Regions from separate parts of the Mus musculus genome. Here regions 1 and 3 are each linked to region 2. Evidence: chromatin contacts called from public promoter capture Hi-C data. All regions are on one chromosome and are shown on one strand. The core of a region is the stretch at or near the end of the contact, and the rest is flanking DNA. Distances in the headings are between cores, read along the strand shown. Region 1 holds the start of 4930432K21Rik (RIKEN cDNA 4930432K21 gene). Region 2 holds the start of Syce2 (synaptonemal complex central element protein 2). Region 3 holds the start of Asf1b (anti-silencing function 1B histone chaperone).

The links. Promoter capture Hi-C pulls out the DNA fragments that hold promoters and counts their contacts.
Region 1: a promoter capture Hi-C map of second pharyngeal arch cranial neural crest shows a contact between it and region 2. The contact joins the promoter of 4930432K21Rik here to the promoter of Syce2 in region 2. A contact is called at or near these places in 8 of 39 promoter capture datasets (the 3T3-L1 cell line, cranial neural crest, embryonic stem cells and 5 more), 2 of 115 datasets of contacts at active chromatin or transcription factors (embryonic stem cells and pancreatic cancer cells) and 1 of 9 other capture datasets (liver).
Region 3: a contact with region 2 is called in a promoter capture Hi-C map of cranial neural crest. The contact joins the promoter of Asf1b here to the promoter of Syce2 in region 2. A contact is called at or near these places in 4 of 39 promoter capture datasets (cranial neural crest, hippocampal neurons, liver and 1 more), 1 of 115 datasets of contacts at active chromatin or transcription factors (bone marrow-derived macrophages) and 1 of 9 other capture datasets (adipose tissue).

The regions. Positions count from the first base shown.
Region 1 is chr8:84,146,393-84,149,625 of GRCm38.p6, reverse strand. 4930432K21Rik (RIKEN cDNA 4930432K21 gene) reads right to left here and starts at 1,588. Exons shown (of 9, transcript NM_029045.2): 1 at 1,228-1,588; 2 at 741-788. The coding sequence starts at 768. It overlaps Cc2d1a (coiled-coil and C2 domain containing 1A), which reads left to right and starts at 1,709. Exons shown (of 29, transcript NM_145970.2): 1 at 1,709-1,979; 2 at 3,177-3,233. The coding sequence starts at 1,920.
Region 2 is chr8:84,870,194-84,873,370 of GRCm38.p6, reverse strand. It overlaps Syce2 (synaptonemal complex central element protein 2), which reads right to left and starts at 1,260. Exons shown (of 5, transcript NM_027954.3): 1 at 1,118-1,260; 2 at 539-651. The coding sequence starts at 1,132.
Region 3 is chr8:83,954,056-83,957,091 of GRCm38.p6, reverse strand. It overlaps Asf1b (anti-silencing function 1B histone chaperone), which reads right to left and starts at 1,398. Exons shown (of 4, transcript NM_024184.2): 1 at 1,155-1,398. The coding sequence starts at 1,263. Gm10644 (predicted gene 10644) reads left to right here and starts at 1,759. Exons shown (of 5, transcript NR_169070.1): 1 at 1,759-1,989.

The sequences.
Region 1 (3,233 bases), core at 339-2,838, 720 kb after region 2:
AGTTAGGATTTCTATTGTTGGAATAAAAACTATAAAAACCATAAAACTATGAACAAAAGCAAGTCAAGGGAGAAAGGGTTTATTCCACTTACACTTTTATATCATAGTCCATCACCAGAGAAAGTCAGGAGAGGAACCTCAGGAACTCACAAAGGATATGAAGGAATGCTGTTTACGGGCTTTTGCTCACAGCTAACTGCTTTCTTATGTAATTTAGGACTACCTGCCTCCAGGCAGCACACCCACGAGCTGGACCCACCTACATCAATCATTAATCAAGAAAACACACTACACTCTTGGCTACAGGCAAATCTTTTGGAGGCATTTTCCCAATTGAGAGTCCCTTTTCCCAAATGACTTGGGTCAAACTGACATAAAACTAGTCGGCCCACATGGCAAGAATCCCCTCCTCCATCTCAAAAACATCATAAAAAGTTTAAAAAGGTCACCTTGGGTCTGAGATGTAGTTTCATGGTAGAGTGTTTTATCATGCAGGAAGCTCCATGTTCCATTCCTAGTACCTCAAATAAATATTTTAAAAGCCGATTTGAGGCCAGGTTGTGGTGAATCATACTTTTAATCCCAGCACTCTGGAAGCAGAGGCAGGTTTGTCTCTGAGTTTGAGGCCTGATCTACAGAGTTAGTTCTAGGACAGACAGCCAGGGATATACATAAACTCTGCCTGGAAATAAATTAAAAATAAAAATAAAATAAAAAGCCAATTTGAATAAACCAAATACCTGAGTTCCGCTGTTTCTTCTTATTCATTTTATCTTTCCCTGAGAAATCTGAAAACAACAAACAAACTCTCCAGCTGTTGCCAGCACTGTATGTCCCCATCTGTACCCTGTCTCCCTCCTCCACTGGGCCCATCTGGCAGCCTGATGAGGGGAGTCAGCTGGTCTTCAGCAGGACACTGGGTGGGGCGACAGGTCATAGCCACCTTGGACCATGGCCAGGTAGCCATTCACACCCTTTCCCTGTGTGAAGGAACGATCTCGTCCTCTTCACGGTATCTGCTGGAGTCTCTGGGTTGGAGACAACTACGTTTCTCCCCCACCCACACCCAAAGCTTAATTATCTGGGACATGGGGTACTTGGAAGCTTCAGAGAGGTCTCTGGAGACCCACCAAAGTCACACAAGACTTTAGGAGGGCTACCCCGCGTCAGGAGTGGCTTCCGGCCAATGTCTTCAGACTGTGGGACCCATGGCAAGCCAGAACCAACCTGGGCCACAGCAGTAATGGAAGTTGCTCTGTCCTTAGTCGGGACGAGGTCAACCTGGATCTGATGGGGAATAGGTCGCCTAGGTCACTGGCGTAACGTTCTGAGAAAATACCCACATAGGCAGTCACGGGGACCGCGTGGCAAACTGGCGGTGGGAGACAGGAAGGCCTGAGGCCTGACACTGTGGACTCGGCTCCTGAAGACCTGCGCCACAGACGGGAGAGCAGGAGCATCCACACCCACACCCACACCCGCACCCACTCCACCACAAAGCCTAACAGAACGATGTGCGGCGGTGTGGAGCCACAGACGTCACACTGCCGCGCCCTCACACCTGCAGCTCTCTCTCTTTTTCCCGCCCGTGAGGCCACGCCCCACGCACGCGTAGTACCGACTACACACCTTACGCATGCTCCGCCTTCTCTCTGCCCTACTTTATGCTAGGCGCATGCGCCTCCACGCTCTGACTGCCGGGAATTGTAGTTTAACTAGAGAGCCCACGAATCCAGCCGCCGCGCTCCTGAAGGCCAAGGCGGAAGCTGGGCGGCCCAAACTCGAGAATCCCGGGGGGCCGGGCGCGGAGGAGGGACTCAGGGCTCAGGAACAGCGCGAGCTCTGAGACTCGACTTCGGTGAAGAGGCAAGGCAAGGCAAAGGTGCAGGGGCTGGTAGTCCGGGCTTCGAGCCTGGAAGATGCACAAGAGGAATGGACCCCAGGCACCCCCGGGCCGAGGTGCTGTCACTGCCCGCCAGGTGAGTGTGTGCCCCTCTACCCACCGAGGGGTACCTGCCCACCCTTCCTCAGAGTCTCTCTCCACCCTTCCTCACACTCGCGGGGAGTGCCCCACCCCCAGAAAAGCCTGATCCTCGCCACCAGGTGAACCCTGGTCTCCGCCCCGCCCCCGAGGTGAGGTGTATGGCCTACTGGGTTGGGCCATCCAGCTTCTAGCTTCACACCCCAGATTCAGGGAACACCTGTTGCTGCAGCACTTCCAACCGGGAAGGGAAAGCAATCAGACCGGCTTTTCAGGCCTTTGCATTAACTGGGTCAGGCCACACTCTACACCCATTGTACAGATGAGGACACTAAGGATAAGGGAGGCGCAGAGATCTATCTAGTCAAGGTCACAAGGATGAAGCACCTGGCCAGACAGAAATGTCAGTCCAGAGGTGTACAGGAAAACCTACAAGACTGTGGCCCAGAGCCATACTCCCAGATTCAGGGCCTGTGGGAGTTTGATTTGTCCCATCTTTGAACCAGGGATCCCAGGGCTCTGTGCTCAGGTTCCCCCTGACCTAGGTACATTTGACTGAATGTATTTGTAGTTTGGAGCCTCAGTTTTTCCACCTGTGGAATGGAAGCCTAGAAGAGTCCTTAAAGGGCAGTTATAAAGACTTACTGAGACTATTTATGGAAAAATGCTAGAACAGAGGGAGTGTGGCCGCTGGATTCTTGGGCTCTCTGTGACTAATGGCTTCACTCAATAGGTGAAGCCATGCATAACTGCTAAGATTTGGCCAATTTGGACCTATAGAAAGGGTAATTTCATGTAACTCATCATATTTTGTTGGTCACTAGCCAAAGCAGAAGGGCAGGTCTATAAAAAAGACCCAGTTCTTCAACTTTGCCCCCACTGTTGTCATAGTCATCGTGGCTTTTATTTATTTATTTTTCTCCTTGCCATGCTGGGATGGAACCCAGCTTTGCACATACTAGGGTTAGGGTTAGCACTTTAATGATGAGTGCACCTTCCAGTCCCACACTGGTGCGTTCTCTGCTGCTGGGGAGCCATGTGCATAAAGAACGTTATTGTATGAGGGTGTCTTCCTCAGCCTCCTGGTCTCTCCAAGAAATGGCTTCCTCGTAGAGATTTGGTTCCAGCATCCCGACGGGTCTCTGGGCCTGAGCGGTCTATGGAAGGTCTAACTGGAGCCCGGTTGCTCCCGTAGCTTGGTCTGCTGGTTGACTTCTCCCCAGACGGCCTGATGATCCCCGAGGATGGGATT
Region 2 (3,177 bases), core at 11-2,510:
AAAAACAAAAACCAAGAGAAAATGAGTCTAAACATGAGGATTCTATGCATCCTGAAATTAAACCTTGTGGATATCAAAAGGAGACTGCCAGTACCCAGAACCAATGTGGGCACCTGTTGTTAGCATTTCCTGTAGGCTCCGCCCAAGAGTTACCTAGCAACAGCCAGGTAAGACCCTGGCTCACAGGTAAGGACTATTTGGCTCTGGTGTCTGTCTCCCCTCCCCTCCTCTCTCTCCATCTTCCCTCTCTCTCCATCTTTCCATTTCCTCCCTCTTTCGCTCTCGCTCTCTATTTTCCTCCACCTCTCCCTTCTCGCCAGTAAACTTCCTCTATATGAGGTCTGTCTCATGGCTGTCCTCACGAGGACACCTAGGCCGGGCCCGCCACGGTGCTCCACTTGTCCTCTGCGGCTTCATAAAACACCAACCTGGAAGGTGTTAAATCACCCGTGGACCAAGGCCCAGGGCAGACCACGTGGAATGACCTACGTGACCAAGGCGGGGCCCCGGAAGGGCAGCTGGGCCTGTCACTCCTCACCTCGGGGCCACTGAGCCGGGCGTCTCCTCGTGGTTCTCACTCTGCCGATGCTCTCCGCTCTCCACAATCGCCGGCGGCTCCTGGTCCTTTAACTCCACGGGAGGCGCGGCCACCTGCGAGCGCAGCCAGCTCTGAGAGGCGGGGTGGGGAAGCTCAAAAGGGACGCGCTAGCAGGGAGGCCCCGGGGTCAGGACCCTCGGGGCCGCAATGGGGGGCGCGCTAACACCTTCCCGCGGAGAGTAGTTAAAAGGAGGCCGAGTGTGGCACACGCCTCGAACCCCTCCTCAGCCTCGGGAGGCGGAGGCAGGCAACCGCTGAGGGTTCGAGGCCCGGCCTGGTCTACACCGTGTGCTGTCTTCGACCAGCTCCTGAAGCGCACCGCACCCCCTCACAGCCTCGTCCACCAGGCCCCACCGTCTCGTTAGTCAGGAAACCTCGCCTCTCCCGGCAAGAGGCGGCTCCAACCGCGGGGAACAGGGCCCGGGTTCGAATGTGTGGAGGAAGTCTCTGTTCCCCGCGGCCCTAAGCCCCGTCGCCCGCCTCCCGCCGCCCGCACACGGGAAACCGCACCGCACTCACTCCGTGGCGCTCCATTCCGTCTTTTCCCGCCTCAGCGCCCTCTGCGCACGCCACGCCCCCTGCACGCCCCGCCCCGAGCACGTGCTGAATGAAACGCGCCCTGGCCCCGCCCCCGCCCCCCCCCCCCCGGGGGCGGCGAACTCGAAGGCCCTCCGAACTGGCTCTGCCTTTTGGGCTATGCTGGTGCTATGTGGTAACAGACGGATTTGTGTTGTATGGACCGGTGGGCGTCTGAGCTCATAATGCGTAGGTGCGGGACTCGGGGTCACCTGTGGCCCTCAAGAGTTTGAGGAATTCACACTGCGTCAGAGTTCCGCCCCTTCGATCTACAGTTTGTGTGGCGGCAGTGTCTTTTTAAGACAGGGTTTCTCAGTGTTTCCCTGACTGTCCTAGAACTAGCTCTGTACATCAGACTGGCCTCAAACTCACACTCTCCTGCCTCTGCGGCTAGAGTGCTGGGATCAAAAGTATGCGCCACTAGTGCCCAGATCAAATTCTTTTGGAACAGGGTTCCACTATGTCCCAGCCTAGGACTCTGTAAACCAGGCTGACCTAGAACTCTGAGATCAGCTTGCCTCTCTGCCTTGGAATTGAAGGCAGGCACCACCTAGGAACAACCTTCATTTTATTTTATTTACATGTTATATATGATTTAAACTACTTTTGGGCACCTTCCAACTAAGGCCAGAAGAGGGCATCAGATCCCCTAGTTATAAGCCTCCTGGCATGGATTTTGAAAACCTAATTCCTGTTCCCTGATGCTCTTCATCGATGAGCTGAATTTTATTTTTGTTTTACGTTTGACCTATTTTGTGCATGCCTATGTGCCATCCACTCCGGGAGTGTGGAAGTCAGAGGACAGCCTGAACGAGTCCACAATCTCCTTCCACCGTGTGGGTCATGGAGATGCAACTCAGGTCATCAGACTAGGCAAGCACCTGTACCCACTGAGCCATCTAGAGGGATCTCTTGTGTTTAAGTGGTTTTTTAATACACATTTTTACGGGTGTGGGTGTTTTGACTGCATATATTTATTTCTATACTACGTGTGTGCATAGTGCCCATAGTGGCCAGAAAAGAGGTTCAGGTCCCCTGAGGCTGGAATTACAATTGTGAGCCACCATATGGGTGCTTAAAATTAGACTTGGTCCTCTGCAGGACAAACCAGTACTTAACCTCTGAGCCATCTTTTCAACCCTTTCTGTTTTTGCTGCTACATCCCTAGCAGCTTGGGGCCTGAAATGCTATGTGAGGGAATGAAGAAAGGACAGACACACAGTGAAACTGGGATCCGGTGGCTTCTCTAATGCTATGGCTGCAACCTGGACCCTCAGCTATTTATTAAATACAGCACAGCTAGTCTTGGTAGGAAGAATCTGGGGGTGAGCAATCCTAGCCTGCAAACACCAGGAGAGGAAGCCAGATCTGCTAGCCTTTGTACACTGGTTGATTATCTGGAAGCCATCATTCTGGAACTCTAGGGAAAGAGTTGCCGTTCCTCCTGAGCCTGGTTCATATAGGTAATTGATTAGACAGGTTTTCCAGGGGTCAATTGGTCTTGGACTCCTGTGCCCAGATTAAGATATACATTCAGGCTGGACTCTACCTACTCAGGGCTCCCTCTGCTTGCTTTCTGTCTCTGTATAGCCCTGGCTGTCCTGGAAGCTCTATAGACCAGGCTAGCCTCAAACTCAGAGATCAGCCTGCCTTTGCCCCATCAAGTGCTGATTCAAGGGGGAGGGGTATACCACCAAACCCAGCTGAAAAACTGGCACTCCTAAAATACATTTCCTTTTATTACTGTAGTGATTAAAAACTAAAACTGTTATAAATGTTGCAAAAATAACTGGCAGATCATAAATTTATTGATAGGAGGCAACAAACTAAGTGTTGCTGGGTGATGGTGGTGCACAGCTTTAATCCCAGTGGTCAGGAGGCAAAACCAGGCCCATCTGAGGCCAGCCTGGTCTACAGAGTGAGTTTCAGGACAGCTAGGGCTACAGAGAGCAACCCTGTCTGGAAAAAATGTGGGTGACATAAACCTATATAATCCAATGTCC
Region 3 (3,036 bases), core at 149-2,648, 920 kb after region 2:
GTGAACAGGAGTGGCTGGCCTTAACTGAATACCACCAACAGCCACCAAGAGGCACTAGTTGCCACAGCCTAGGCTCTCAGAGCTCCACCTCCTCAGCTGCTACATCCTTTCAACACTCAGTAGAGAAATGGTCTCGTGGAGTGTTGAAAGCAGGTCCTCTGAAAACAGGACTTGCCTTTTGCTGGGGAGCTGAGAATCCAAAGTGACTTCACAGTTTACATGTTCATGGATTTATTTGAAAGTCTTTTGCTCTTTATGGCTCTTGTTCTCTCATCTGTGTGATGAGAGCCATGTCCACCTTTATGTCCCACAGATGAATTAAGTCATTCTGTGAAAGATCCACAAAAGCCCGTGGCCTCCCAGTTGATGGAAGTTGGATCCCATCCCTGTTTGGTCAGTCCACCCACTCCCCAGACAAGGTCAGCCCATCAAAAGGGATGAGGGGTTCCTTGCACTGAGTTAGCTGGCAGCTAGTAGAAATCTCAGAAACTGGAAGAGGCCTGCCTGGCTGTGGCACCCCTCACCTCAGGACATTCACCCAGACCAGGAGCTGGGGAGACCAAGTTACCTACAAAGCCTGGAGTCAGAAGCCCCCATCTCTCCTCAGAGGGAGCTCAGACATAGGATCTGGGACTAACCTAAAGGAAGAAGGCTTATAGGCAACACCATGTTGTTACGGTTGGCAAGCAGGAGTTGTGGGGGACAAATCTGGAGTTGTCTGGGGAGGGGGTTTTTGGGAGCCATGGGGTGAAGAAGGTCTTGACATGGGCGGACAGGGCAACAGAAGAGTCTGGCTGCTTTGTAGGAAAAGATACCCACAAGGAAAAGGGGGGGGGACGGGACTGGAGGTTGGGATTCCATAGGACACGTGGATGGTTTCTTAGGAGGAAGGGCATCAACGCGGGGTCTAGCCATAGGGAAAAGGCGTGGCTGCGGGTCTCCAGGGAAAGCGTACAAGGACAAGCGGTGCAAGACGAAGGGTGACGAGGCCTCCACCAGACAATGTACACTGGACAGAGCCGGCTCCACCGAGAGACCGGAGCTGGGCCATGGAGGCGTATCTAATGGGAGATCTAGTTGGCCCCGGGAGATTGGGGGTGGCGAAACCCCGAGGGCAGGAGGGTCTGGGGTCCCCGGCTCAGGCCCGGCCTCACCGTCAGACAGGGCCTCACTGCATTCGAAGCTGATCTCGAACCGGAAGGGGCTGTGGAAAGGGCTCGGGTTCTCCAGCACAGCCACATTCAGCACCGACACCTTGGCCATCACCGCGCCCGGGAGCCGCAGCTGCTGTGGAGACTTCTTCACAGTGACTTGCGACAGAGAAGAAGGGGGGGACGACAGGACGGAAACCTCCCTGCGTCTCCCAACTCTTCCCTCTGAAGCGCTCCTCCGCTCAGCGCGCTCCCTTCAAATAGCCGGCTCCGCCTTCCAGCCAATCGCCGCTAAGGACCGATGACGGCGCGAGCCATCAGCCAATCTCGAGGCGTCTTCAGGCGCGCGCCTGGACCCTCAGACCAATCAGAGAAGCTCCCTCTTCACGGGCCCCAGGAGGCGGAACGTTAATCTCTTAGCTTCGTAAAGGTCTATCGGGAACCAATCCCTGGAGTCTCCGACTGGAATAGCTCGCTCCGGGGTGGGCGGAGTTAGAGCGCGGAACTTCTCTTGTCCAATCCCAAGGGTTACCGCACCGGCATCCCCCGCCCCTCGTTCCGCTTTTCCGGTAGACGCACCTCACAGAGAGCAGCGCCACCAACGGCCGAACGGTGGCGCGCGACTCTCACTAAAACGCGCTGAGAAGACGGCACTCGCACTCGCAGTGATTGAGTATCGATCGTGGGCGTGGCCGTAAGCGGGTTTCTGAGACGTGATTGGCTATTATGGTGGGCGTGAGGAACGCCGGGCTGGAGAGCTGTGGAAATCGCACACCCTCACAGTGAAAAGCTTTAAGGAGGAGAGAGTGGCCTGGGCGGTTTAGGCGGCTGTCAGCAGGTGAGCGTTTCTGGGGACTACCCTGAGGGGTTCCTACCTTTGAAAATCATGGTCGAGGAGACTGTCGAGAAGGTTTAGATCACCCCTGAGACAAGATGGCGTAGCGATGAGAGGGGATACAGGATCGAGTCTCAGTCCGAAGGGAGTTCTGGTTCGTGGACAGACCAGGGTTTGAATCCTGCCTCTGCACTCTGTCTTTCAGCCCGGGCTCGGTGACGCACGCTTTTTATCCCAGCACACGGGAGGCAGAGGCAGGTGGACCTGTGAGTTCGAGGCCAGCCTGGTCTGCAGAGCAAGTTCTAGGACAGCCAGGGCTACACAGAGAAACCCTGATCCAAAACCAAACCAGTTAACTGCCGCTGTCTGTGAAACTTACCTTTTCTCCTTACTTTCTGGTTCTTTATACCCTGTCATAGCTTCTTACACAACCTTTACCAATCACATCTTTTAAAGGTTAAAACAAAATGGAAAGGTAGATGCGTGCCATTAATCTCAGGACTCAGAGGTAGGCAGACTTCTGTGGGCCAGCCTGATCTACACAGTGAGTTTGGGGAAGTAAGTAAATTAGTTTTCATACTTGGCCAATGCAAAAAGGCCAAGAAGCAATGAATATGATTTTTAATAGACACTTAACTAAATAGGACAAAAATAATCATTTCAAATATGACCATTCTAAAAACACCAATGAGCTATCCTGCACCTTTTTACTCATTGAGAAGTCTTTGGGATCCTGTATGTGTTTCACATTTCAAACAGGTCTGTAACCTAGCATGGGACTGTCCACTTTTATTTGAAAGAGGTATCTGACCTTTTATATTTCACAAAATTTATAGTTGAAAATGTAAGGGGCTGGTGAGATGGCTCAGCAGGTAAGAGCACCCGACTGCTCTTCTGAAGGTCCTGAGTTCAAATCCCAGCAACCACATGGTGGCTTACAACCATCTGTAACAAGATCTGACTCCCTCTTCTGGTGTGTCTGAAGACAGCTACAGTGTACTTACATATAATAAATAAATAAATATTAAAAAAAAAAAGAAAATGTAAGCC